Regions from separate parts of the Mus musculus genome. Here all the other regions are linked to region 1. A link is a contact called in public HiCAR-type and promoter capture Hi-C data. All regions are on one chromosome and are shown on one strand. The core of a region is the stretch at or near the end of the contact, and the rest is flanking DNA. Distances in the headings are between cores, read along the strand shown.

Region 1 (2,725 bases), core at 143-2,642:
TTTGTGCTTCTAATCAGAACATGAGTTAAATTTACAAATTTACTAGAGCATCTGAAAGCCTGGCTTCATTTAAATGGGTAAAGAGAAAGTTGAAATATTTTAAACTACACTTGTTTTCTCATGAAAACCACAGACAAACTGAAATCAAGTGTCATGTGAAACACCCCAGTTTCCTTTACAGCAGGAGTTATGATATTGTTCTGCTCAACTCTTAAAGAGTTCACTAAGCTTTCTACTTCCTCTTCTCTGCCAGACGTCGGCTGCCTTCTACTGAGGGTCACTGGGAAGATAAGGGTCAGCGTCCTGCTACAGACAGAAGGTGTCATTTTTAGCTCCCACCACCATCTCAGCTGCTTCAAGTGCTTGCTTTACATATAGTACGACTGTCATACTAAACTCCCCTGTCCTGTAAACTGTTTCTTATAAATGTCCCCCTCAAAGCAGATGATCCAAAACTTACTAGTGGCAGATAAAACACTGACATTAAACGATGACATTTTCAACCCTACCAGTTACTTTAAAGTATAATCAAATCTCGTCCTCTTGCTGCTAACAAAACGCGCGTGCAGGTTTGGGGTTGGGGGTTGAAGGGATCGAGGTCTCTACACGGTAAATTAGACAAGCAACATCTTTAGCTCGTGGGGGCGGGGGTAGTGTTTTCGCTTGGAACGAATTAAAACGCCACTGAGGACTTTCACAGCCACGCCACATTCTGTACCAGTGTCAGCCGCTAGCACGATTGGACTTAAAAAAAGAAAGCTCGTCTGAGGTCCGGAGGTTCCTCTTTTTTGTTCAAAAATGTAAAACTGGGTCTCCATACCACTGAGTCTTTAAACGCGAGGCTTCTCTGCTCTCCTTTACTGAGATTACCCCCTGTGATCCTAAAAGCACACCGTTGGGAATTTCGAAGGTTCTGGCTATTAGGAGAAGATCAGATTACAGTGCGCCGCTTTGATTTCACACGCAAACCCCGGAGCGGGCAACTTTTCAAACGGCTGACAATTTGCCAGATGAGAAGACTTGAAAGGCAGACCGTCCTAACCCCAAACGGAGCCCCCGACAGCTCCTCCCCGTGACCCGCGAGTGCTCGCCCCGGTACTCACTCGAGGCCATGGCTCGGCTCCGCGCGCCGCTCGCTGCAGCTTCCAGCGTCCGGCCCGAGGCTGCAAGGCAGCCAGTCAGTCAGTCAGTGAGTCAGTCAGCCAGGCAGTCGGTCAGGCAGGCAGTCAGCCAGCTAGCCCGTCAGTCAGCCAACCAGTGAGGAGGCTGAGCAGCCTCCGCAGCCGGGACGCCTGTCCTCGGACCACCCCCGGGCCTCCTCTTCTTTCCCGGCTCCTCTGGGTTTGCGGCTCACACCTTCCCACCCCCGAATCTTCGCGCTCCGGTCACTAGTGTCCTGGCGTCGCCTTGCCAGGATGCCGCGGCAGGGGCAGGGGGCGGGGCGGACCGCCCGGCGGAACGTGGGGGGAGGGGGGGGGATTTCCCGCTGCTTACGTCACTCGCGCCACCGCCTACCCGGGGCGGGGGGCGGAGCCTCGCGGCGGGCGCGCGACCCCGCGCGGGCCAGTGCGCTTACTTCCTCCAGAGCCACCACAGCCTGCACGCTCGCGCCGGGAGCTCCGTGAGGGCGCGCAGCGACGACTCCGCGCGTGAGAAGCCGTCGGTCCCTGAGAAATCCCCCTCCTCCAGAGTCCTTGAGAGCGCCGCTTAAAGCCGAGGGGCGTGTTCGTGACGTCATGCTGGCCGAGCGGCCGGAGGCGGGCCGGGCGGTGCACCGGGCGCGCTCCTTGGCCGCCCGAGGCCCGCCCGGGGTTTTCGACCGGTGGTTCCCCCTCTTCCCGATTTCGCACATGCAAATCTCCGCCCCCGCGCCAGAGAGTTGTCCGGGTGCTCTGGAGGGGAAGTGCGGAAGCGCCAGCGCCCGCGTTCGGCAGTAAGGCGCAGATTTGCATACGGGGACCCCCGCAGCCTTATTTTCCCTCTATATCTACATTACGTCTTTTACCTACCAAAGTTTTTCAGCTGCACTGCGAGGCCGCTAACCCCATTCTGTATAAATGTACACGACGTCCAGAGATTGGCCGAGATACCCACGGCCTGAGGCCTGGACCGAACTTTGGTGCTTTGACAGGTCAGGCGGAATCTTGTTTGCCTTCAGTTGCTAATACGCACCTGTTCTCTTAGTCTATGATGTATTAGCATGTCATTGTATACACGAGTATTAGGGTTGATTGGGGTTTGGAGAAGCTGAGTAGCTTGTCCATACTTTAGAGTTCTAGAAAGGAATTGCACGATTTAAGCTTAAGATTATCCAGCCCCGTTTAGCGCACTGCACTCCCAGCACGCGGGAGGCTGAGGTAGGTGGACTGTCTCAACAACAGAAATAACTCAGGGTTATCTGGCTCCACCTCTTACGTTCTCCAGTCATTTACTGACTAAAACAAGTAATGGAGGGGAAATAGAGAATATCATCTTGCATGGCCAACAAGATAGCTTAGAGAATAATTGCGCTTGCTACCAAGCCTGACAAATTGAGTTTGATCCATGGAAGGACAGAATCAACTTCCAAAAGTTGTCCTCTTACCTCTACATGCGCTTCAAAGAACGCCAAAGTGTGTGTGTGTGTGTGGGGGGGGGGGGGTTGGATAATTAAAATATATACTATCCTGTCATAAAAAATTCATCCTGTTATACAACTCCCCCAAAGTGAAGGAAATAATTAAAA
Region 2 (2,754 bases), core at 168-2,667, 2.4 Mb before region 1:
ACGGTCCCATCTGTTTCCATAATAATGAAGGCAGATTCCTTTAATCTAATATGAAAAACTTAAGAGTTAGTAAAGTGGGGCATAAGCCTGTATGGCATTTTCATTTCCAGGGTCAAATGATGGACATCCCTAGCATAACTTTAAAAGGAAAGGGGAAAGGTGCATGGACAGTCACTGAGGATCACGTGAAGCGGTTGCAAACTTTACTGCATGTATTAAGCAAGATGGCTGAAGCTTTCACACACTGGGGTCTGGAAGGAAAGGCTTCTTATAGGCAAACTCTATACAGTTTTGTGACAGAAGTTTAAGGCAGCACCCAATTGCAATACTACAGCTTGGTTGAGGGGTATTTGCTAAATGCATTATTTACACATATACAGATTTGAATGGTAATTTTCAAATTTAAAGAAAGCATAATCTTTCTATATTAAAAAAGAAAAAGCTAAGAGCACTGCAGCAAAGTCATTTCTCTGACTGGTATGACCTCCAGTGTCTACAAACTACTGATTTCGCAATAAATTACTCTGAGACTCAATCCACGTACACACAGAAAAGAAGTGGAGAGCTTCCTACTAGTCTTGACAAACGCATCTGCCTGTCCCTAGCCCTCTGGGTTTCCTTGTCCCACAAAGATAACTAACTTATCATCGAGTGCAAGAAGGGAACAAGAATTAATCAGCAGTCAAAAATCCTGTTTTGATTTTTACAATTACTATCCACGATGTCAGAATACTATTAAAACTGATTTTAGAAGGTAGAAATAACCCCTGCAGGGCGCAGAGGCATACAAACACGTATATGAAATGCCAACCCAATAAGTGGCGCAAAGCAGCTTAAATACCAATTTAACCAAAAAGGTCTGGCAAACGGTATCACAAATGAACACTTCCAGTTACAAACTACCCACTTACTTAGAGACTACCAATATTCAAAATCGGACGAAGCAGCCAAGAGACAGAAAGCAAAATGTCTTACCTTGTACAAATCTCGACATTTTAGGATCTTATTAAAATAATCTGGCTTATAATTTTCAATTTCTAGAATCTACGTTGTAAGGAAGGTCTCTCTCCCTTCCCTGCAACCGAAGTGTTCTTTCTCCTCCGATGTTTAACTACTTAAAGAAGAATTCGGGGGGAAAAAAAATCAAAACTAGTCTTTAAAAAGAAAAATCCTGAAGACGGAAAACTTGGTGGGACCGACTCAGCTTGGGAGGGAACTCCAGGCTACTCAGCGATCCCGACACCAACAGGGGACGACTGGAGACTCCGGAAAAGGTAAAACCAGACGAACTTAAATTTCATCAATGGAGAGGCGGACCTAGAGCCGCTTCACCGCCCTCCGGTCTCCACGCCCTCTAGGGCAGGACTGCCGCAGGCCCCCGGCCGCACCCCGAGGCCCCTCGCCGGCGGCCGTCCAGCGGCGAGCTGCTGGCGCCCCGTGTAGATCGGGAGGCGGGGAGGCCGGCGAAGGGGCAACGCAACCTTTTCTCCAGCCCATAAATAGCCGGGACTCGGAGATGCTGCGAATTCCGCACTCGGGCAGACAGCTGCCCGCGGCCTCCACTGGCCGCCCTCCCCTACGCAGCCGCTCCACACCAGGGCCCGGCTCGCCCCCTCCCTGCCCCCCGGGCCTGGCCGCCCAGACCCCCCGGGAGGCCTGGCCCTCCCTGACACGCCCTCGCCCGCCCGCCCGCCCGCCCCCTACTCTTCCACGCCCCACTGTCGGCCCCCGGCCACGCCTTTCGGAGCAGGACCCCACAAGGAGGTCGCTCGGAGCCCGGCCCGCCCCTTAAGCGACACCCACCTTCCTATTCCCTCGAGGGCTGAGAAGTTGGGGGCCTGGAATCAGGTCTCGCACGCTGCACGAGCGTGGCCGAGGCGACCTCCCCTCCGCTCCCGTCACACGCAAACACCTGGAGCCTGGCGCCAGCGTGCGCAGCCCCTGACCCTCCAGCCCGCCGCCTCCGGACACCGGAGCCCCCACTTTCGCCACACACCTCCCCTCCCCCTCCTTCCCCCCTCCCAATGCGGAAATGTCCCTACTGCTCAGAGCGACAGGCACAGCCGCCAGTCCGGAGCCGAAGTTTGCCTAAGGACCTGGCCAATGAGACACGCGGAGGTGGCAGGGGGCGGGGCGTTCGAGGCCCGAGGGAGGCGGGCGCAGAAGCGAAGGCGGGAATCCCACGCGTGGGAGCTGCACAGGCAGCAGCACGGTGCCAAGCACGTCTGTCTCTGCTTGCTGTTTGCAGATGCCACGAGCGTGTGAGAAAACCGAAGCGTGTGCTTGTGTTTGCACTCCACCAGAATTTGCCCGTTGAGGAAACCTTGAACTCCCCTTCCTCAGGGACACCAGGCTCTTCTCAAGAGGACCCAAAGGCTCTGCCACCAATTAGGGTTTGAGGAGGGTTAAGGCAACCTTTTCAGAATCAAGTAAAGGGATGGGATGTGTGTGGCTCACCAACAGGAGGAGGGCCTGGGGGCGTCGAAGGGAATGCCAAATAAAGGCTCTCCAGAAAGAGCCATCACTATTCGCCTTGCCTCGAATCCCACTCCTGGGCACGTTTGTGCTGGAATTGGGCGTTTACTTTTCTAGCCAAAGTGAAAATGACTTATTATCCTTAAGATGCTGATGATAGATCTTGAAGTCTCCAAAAGAAAGATGAAGTTAAAAGCCAGAACGTTGGCACCCGTCTGGGGACTCCCTGAGGTGTGCCCAATCACAGCTAGTCTTGCCAACCATTTAAGCCTGTAAGAC
Region 3 (2,700 bases), core at 90-2,589, 2.2 Mb before region 1:
TTCCAATTCATCCAAAAATTTTCAATTCATCTCACATTTCCCATCTTGATATTAAAGGACAACACGTATTTTTAAAATGTAAATTTCAAAGTACTTAGCAATTTCCAGTCTGGTGGCAAATGTCACCTTCAAACAGCATGAAGATTAGTCCTACGTCAGAGCTCTCTTTCACGTCACCCCCCTCCGCCCGCTGAGGACAAGATAGATCTAGAGCTTCAACAAGATGGTTACGTTACATCTGCAAGGAGGCCTTCAGAATTTATGACAGAGTAGTAAAGAATATCGGCACTGTTTGACTAGCGATGCTAGTCCTGTCATTACAAACGGAGATCAAGAATAGGTTTTCAGTAACATTTGTTTTCTTTTAAATCAAATATGGTGGAAACATGTCTCCTGAAAACTGGGATCATAACCTGGAGCACTACCGGTAAATCAACATCAGAGGCCTATTCTTTCCAAGAGCTTAAGAGGCAAAATAGTGTTAGGACCTAATTCTTCCCCTCCCATAATTCTCATCCCCCACAACAAATCCTTTAAGGTCCTTCGGAGAAAATTTTGTCCCTCCTGCGCAAGGACTGAGACCCGACTTTCCAAGGACAGTGATTTCTCTAGAGTCCTTGCGAACCCCTTTCCAGTATCTGGGTTACTGCGACAGTCGTGAGAATGAGTCAGATTTTGCAAACCGCGCGGAGGACAGCTCCCGGCATTACTGCTTTTTAAAAGCGCATCAAGCGCAGGAGGAGGCCGAGAGGCCGGAGCTGCTGCAGGTTCCAGGAGCCCACACTCACCATTATTGCAAACTGCAAGGCCGATCTCTGCACCTGCAAAAGGCAGTCTCCAGCAGTCAGGTCACCTCTACAGCGGAACAGACTCTGGGAGAGAACGCGGGGCTGGCCCGCAAAGGTTCGGCTGGAGACACGGCCCTTTCTGGGAAGTGTAGTTCTTCCGGCGACCTCTGGCGCCCACCTTCGTGCATTCCTGACAGTGCTAAACTACAATTCCCCCAAACCCCTTCTTCCTACGCGCCTCGCTGCAAAGTAGTCCCGGGGCTGAGCCTCGGTGATTGGAGCGCGTCTGTGAGCAGAGGGTTGGTGCTTTGAGTGAGGCGCCTGCCTGATGGCGCTCAGCAATTGGCAGGAGAGGAGGCGTTAACTCGAGGGAGGAGAAACGACCCCTGAGCGACAGCACACGTCGCTCCACCGAGAATCTATCCTCCCCCAAGACTAAACAAGGGCGGCTAAGAGACCTTCCGTTGCTTAAAGCCCGCTCGACCCGGAAACAAAACCTTTTAAAAACTCTCTCAGAGGCGGGAGGAATTGACGCTTGCGGAAGAACGGGCAGCTTCACCGTTGCTAGGCGACGAGGCAGCCTCACCTGAGCGCTCTCCAGACCAAGAGCTTGTGGAGCTGTGTTCTCACGTCCCAGGCTGGTGAGCTCGGCCCCGAGGGTTTTTATCTGGGGGTCAGAACAGGGTGCGGCACTGATGCGCGTATCCTGAATCCGAAGCCGGTGGTTGTGGGCGACCTCCGGAGTCCCCTGTTAGTGTCAGGAGCGTGTGGATGCCACAGTTTTCAGGAGGGACGAAGAGTGTCTTGCAGTTTGAGTCAGTGTAACTTTTCCAAAGTAAAGTCAGAAAGTTTTGTTTGTGGAGTGAGCCCCTTCCTTGTGTTTACTTGTGGTGTACCGATCTAATTTTCTTTGCCGACTGTGAATATTGACACTTTTTGCTCATTCTCTTTTTGGAAACCTGTTACTTCCAGGGGAAGTTGGGAGACACTGATTGTTTCAGGCGAAATGTTAGCAGCTAAAACATCTCAAGAGGCTTTCATTTAAAATGAAAGTTGTTAAGGGAAATCTGTATTCTCCGTTTGTTGTACGGATATTCGAAAACATGTGCCTTGGAACAGACCAATGAATATGCTCTTGGTCTAACGTCAGAATTTTCTGTCACTATTAAATGGATGGTGGATGGCTTCAGTTTTGTTTTTGGAAGATTTAGTATTTGGAGAGAGAAATATGATGCCTTAGTCAGGGCTTCTATTTCTGCGATGAAACACCATGACCAAAAGCAGGTTAGGGGAAAGGATTTATTTGGCCTACTCTTCCACATTTTGGCCCATCATTCGAGGAACTCAGAATAAGTAGGAATATGGAGGGCATGAGCTGTTGCAGAGACCATGGAGGAGTGCTGCTTATTGGTTTGTTCCTCATGGCTTGCTAAGTCTGCTTCTTTATAGAACCCAGGACCACCAGCCCAGAGATGGCAGCACCCATAAAGGACTGGGCTCTTCCCCATCAATCTGTAATTAAGAAAATGCCCTATGGGCTTGTCTACAGCCCGATCTTTATGGTGGAAGCATTTTTCTTTTCAATTGAGAATTCCTCTTAACTTAAGACTGACTGTAGCTTGTGTCTGGTTGACATAAAACTAGCCACTTCTGGGTCCAATAGCATTTAGGTTTCAATAGACTGTAGGGTACTTGAATGACTCCTAGAATCACTTTATTCATTTGATGCCTTAATTTTGTTCTTGAGCACTGATCTTTTTATAATGGAATGCTTCCTGTGTCTCTGTCCACATTTAGTTCATTTGTGGGTTGCATTTCTAAATGTTACCTCTGTGTCAGGGACTCTCAAATTCCAGGGCATGTCTCTGTAGTTTCTGTTTCTTCTTGGTTTTCTAATAGGCATTAGTTCTGT
Region 4 (2,700 bases), core at 111-2,610, 2.4 Mb after region 1:
GCTGGTTTGTGAGTGGTGTGGAAGAAACAGGGAAGTAAATTAGGATGTTCTCGGAACAGTCAGGGAAGAGATCAAGGCAGTCTGAACCATTTGGACAGAACTAAGGCACTGGGGAGATGTCATATTCAGACTGTTACTACAGAGAGTAGATGGTTCTAACTAGAAAGGACACTGGGCAAGAGGGGTCACCACAAACCTGTGTTTGATTACCAAATGGAAGGAAAGAGTTGCCCTTGACTAATGTGTGGAAGATTTTTTTGACTAAGGAATGGAAATAATTTTAGTTTGGAAGATGAAAAATTAGAGTTATTAGTTTCCAAGTGGACCTTCAAGCTAACAGTTACACAGGACTGGTATTCAGAGGGGTAGTCAAAGACGGAGGCATACTGTTATTTTTTAAAACTTATCTCCTTTGTATGAGTGTTTTGCCTTACTGTCTGTCTTTGCACCACATGCATGCTTGGTGGTCTCAAAGAACAGTACAACCCACAGCCCACACCAGGAACTGGACCTACAGAGTATTTAATCCACTTTGAAGTTGCTGGAAATAGAACCTGGGTTCTCTGGAAGAACAGCCAGTACTCTCAATTACTGGGTTATCTCTCCAGCCTCTGTAGGTATAATTTTATAGTTCCTAGCTTTTAAACGATGTGAACTTCAATGAGCTGTATGGGACAGTGGTACCATCTTTAAAGTTATTATAGGACCTATAATATAGGAAAAGAGGACTCAGGAATGAACATTGGAATAGTCTCATATCTGAATGACAAGAGAAAAAAAAAACTCTGTACTGGTAAATGCTGAACAAGTAGGGGATAGTCAAGCAGAAGGCTGCCTTGCCTGTCCATACAGAGTGTCTGAAATGCAGAGAGAACGCCACTGTCAGGGAGTGCCCACTAACCTACATTAGCAGAGGCTTAAGAAAGAGAAACTGGGCTAAAGGTCACAGAAGTCACTGTTGCATTGGCAGGAACTGTTGTTAAGGAAAAGAGAAGAAACATCTGGCTGTAGTAGGTTCACGGAGAGCTTTGGGCTGCAGGTGCAGCTCAATATGTAGCCCTTGCCTAAAACACCCTGGGTTTAATGCCAAAGCAAGGAAAGGAAGAAGAGAGAAGAGGAAAATAGGAAACAGAAGTGAGATAATAAATAAGCCAAATACAGAAAGACAAGTATTATCTTCTCGATCATATAGAAACTGGGAAAGGAAAAGTAAAATGTTGCGGTAAATCTCCAACCCAGATATGCCCTGGCGATGAAAACACAGCCCAGTTAATTGATTACACGCTGTGCGTCTAGACTGGGCAGATCTACCTACTGCTACACTACCATCTTCCACAGCTTAGGTGACCCCTTAGAATCTGCTGTTTCTCCGGGCCATGTGCTTCTTTCTGCTCCACTTTTCTTAGTCTTTCTGCTCCTCTGCATCCTCTCCCTCTTCCATTATCTCCTTCTTCCTCCTGCCTTCCACTCCACCTTCCCTTTTATCTGCCCAATCATCAGCTCTTCTTTATTTTACAAATTAAGGTGGGAAGCAGGTTTACAGGAAATCCTGAGTGCTGACTCACTCCTTGTTCACAACCACTCACAGGAGAACAGAATTAGCATCAGTAAAAAGCTAGTCTGAAAGGAACTGGCTTAGTAGGGAAGGGAGGGGGAGGGAGTAGGGACGGTTGTGAAAAGAATAGATGTGATCAGTGCTCAATATGTGTGTGGGCATGTGTGTGTGTGCGTAAATACTACTTTAAGGCACAATGACATGTATCAATAACTATAATTTTAAAGGTAATGTAGGGACATGACCATAGATAACCTGTTTTTGAGATTATGTGACTGCAAAACATAAAATTTCAAGTATAATTTTTTTCCAAAGCAAAAGACATGAATTTTTGAAAAGTGATACATAAACTATGTATTCCTCAATGTTTGGGCTCATTAAACACAAACTCTGAGTTGGTCATAGTGGTACCCATCCCCAGTAGCCAGGAGACAGACAAGAAAAACATGTTCCAAGGCCAACCTTGCCCTACATATGGAACACAGTGCAAGTGTGAACTATATGACCAAATAAATAAATAAATAAATAACCCAGTTGTTATTTCACATAGCTAACATAACCCATTTATAGTCTTAAAGGGTCAGATTTTCTATATGTAGCAGTAATGAGTAGTTAAGTACAAGTGTAAAATAACATTCAGAAAAAGCCTCTACAATGGTGTAGCAATACTCAGAGAATAAGCTTGGTCCCAGCTTTGTTACTAAGTATTTCAGTTTACACATCCTAGTATTGACTAGAATCTAACTCATGGCATATTTGAGTTCCTTACAATTTTTGAGAAATTGATAAATCTTTTGAATGGAAGTATCCCCATGTTTTACAAAATCAGTCTTCAATTGTGTTTTCATCCCAAGGAGGTAACTAGAAGAGGTCATGGGGGTGGGGTCCTGTGATAATGTAAGTGGCTCTACAAGAGGTGGTAAAATGAGGTTATACAATCAGTTTGCTCAGCATATGATGCCTTCCCACTTCCCATAGTACAATCACAAATCTCAGTATATATGAAGCATTTAATATGGATTTCTAAGACTGTAGATCCATAAGAAATGTAATGTGTGTGTGTGTTATTTTGTTATAACAACACAACAGAAGACTAAAAGAAATGAGAAAAATACTCAAGCCACAATTTTAATTTCGGTATGGTA

What was found. Promoter capture Hi-C pulls out the DNA fragments that hold promoters and counts their contacts. HiCAR-type assays count read pairs that join an accessible place to other places.
Region 2: a contact with region 1 is called in a promoter capture Hi-C map of neutrophils, with 4 times the contacts expected there. The contact joins the promoter of Ugp2 here to the promoter of Rel in region 1. A contact is called at or near these places in 1 of 39 promoter capture datasets (neutrophils) and 1 of 115 datasets of contacts at active chromatin or transcription factors (astrocytes).
Region 3: a contact with region 1 is called in a HiCAR-type map of astrocytes, with 5 times the contacts expected there. The contact joins the promoter of Wdpcp here to the promoter of Rel in region 1. A contact is called at or near these places in 1 of 39 promoter capture datasets (cranial neural crest), 2 of 484 Hi-C or Micro-C datasets (CD4 T cells and uterus) and 2 of 115 datasets of contacts at active chromatin or transcription factors (astrocytes and bone marrow-derived dendritic cells).
Region 4: a promoter capture Hi-C map of stem cell-derived epiblast-like cells shows a contact between it and region 1, with 4 times the contacts expected there. The contact joins the enhancer-like site here to the promoter of Rel in region 1. A contact is called at or near these places in 6 of 39 promoter capture datasets (cranial neural crest, embryonic stem cells, hippocampal neurons and 3 more), 1 of 115 datasets of contacts at active chromatin or transcription factors (large pre-B cells) and 2 of 9 other capture datasets (embryonic stem cells and embryonic trunk).

The regions. Positions count from the first base shown.
Region 1 is chr11:23,769,577-23,772,301 of GRCm38.p6, forward strand. Rel (reticuloendotheliosis oncogene) reads right to left here and starts at 1,393. Exons shown (of 10, transcript NM_009044.3): 1 at 1,104-1,393. The coding sequence starts at 1,113.
Region 2 is chr11:21,369,212-21,371,965 of GRCm38.p6, forward strand. It overlaps Ugp2 (UDP-glucose pyrophosphorylase 2), which reads right to left and starts at 1,418. Exons shown (of 10, transcript NM_139297.6): 1 at 976-1,418. The coding sequence starts at 994.
Region 3 is chr11:21,570,942-21,573,641 of GRCm38.p6, forward strand. Wdpcp (WD repeat containing planar cell polarity effector) reads left to right here and starts at 1,340. Exons shown (of 18, transcript NM_145425.3): 1 at 1,340-1,429. It overlaps Mdh1 (malate dehydrogenase 1, NAD (soluble)), which reads right to left and starts at 993. Exons shown (of 9, transcript NM_008618.3): 1 at 789-993. The coding sequence starts at 791.
Region 4 is chr11:26,127,656-26,130,355 of GRCm38.p6, forward strand. The region is part of intron 1 of 5730522E02Rik (RIKEN cDNA 5730522E02 gene); the gene reads right to left. Among named protein-coding and RNA genes, the nearest start is that of Mir6372, 73 kb to the right of the region's middle. Within about 2 kb of position 1,361, at least 37 of the 459 cell types and tissues checked have an H3K27ac peak or open chromatin away from gene starts, as enhancers often do. A contact at or near this core is called in embryonic stem cells and stem cell-derived epiblast-like cells, where this site is marked.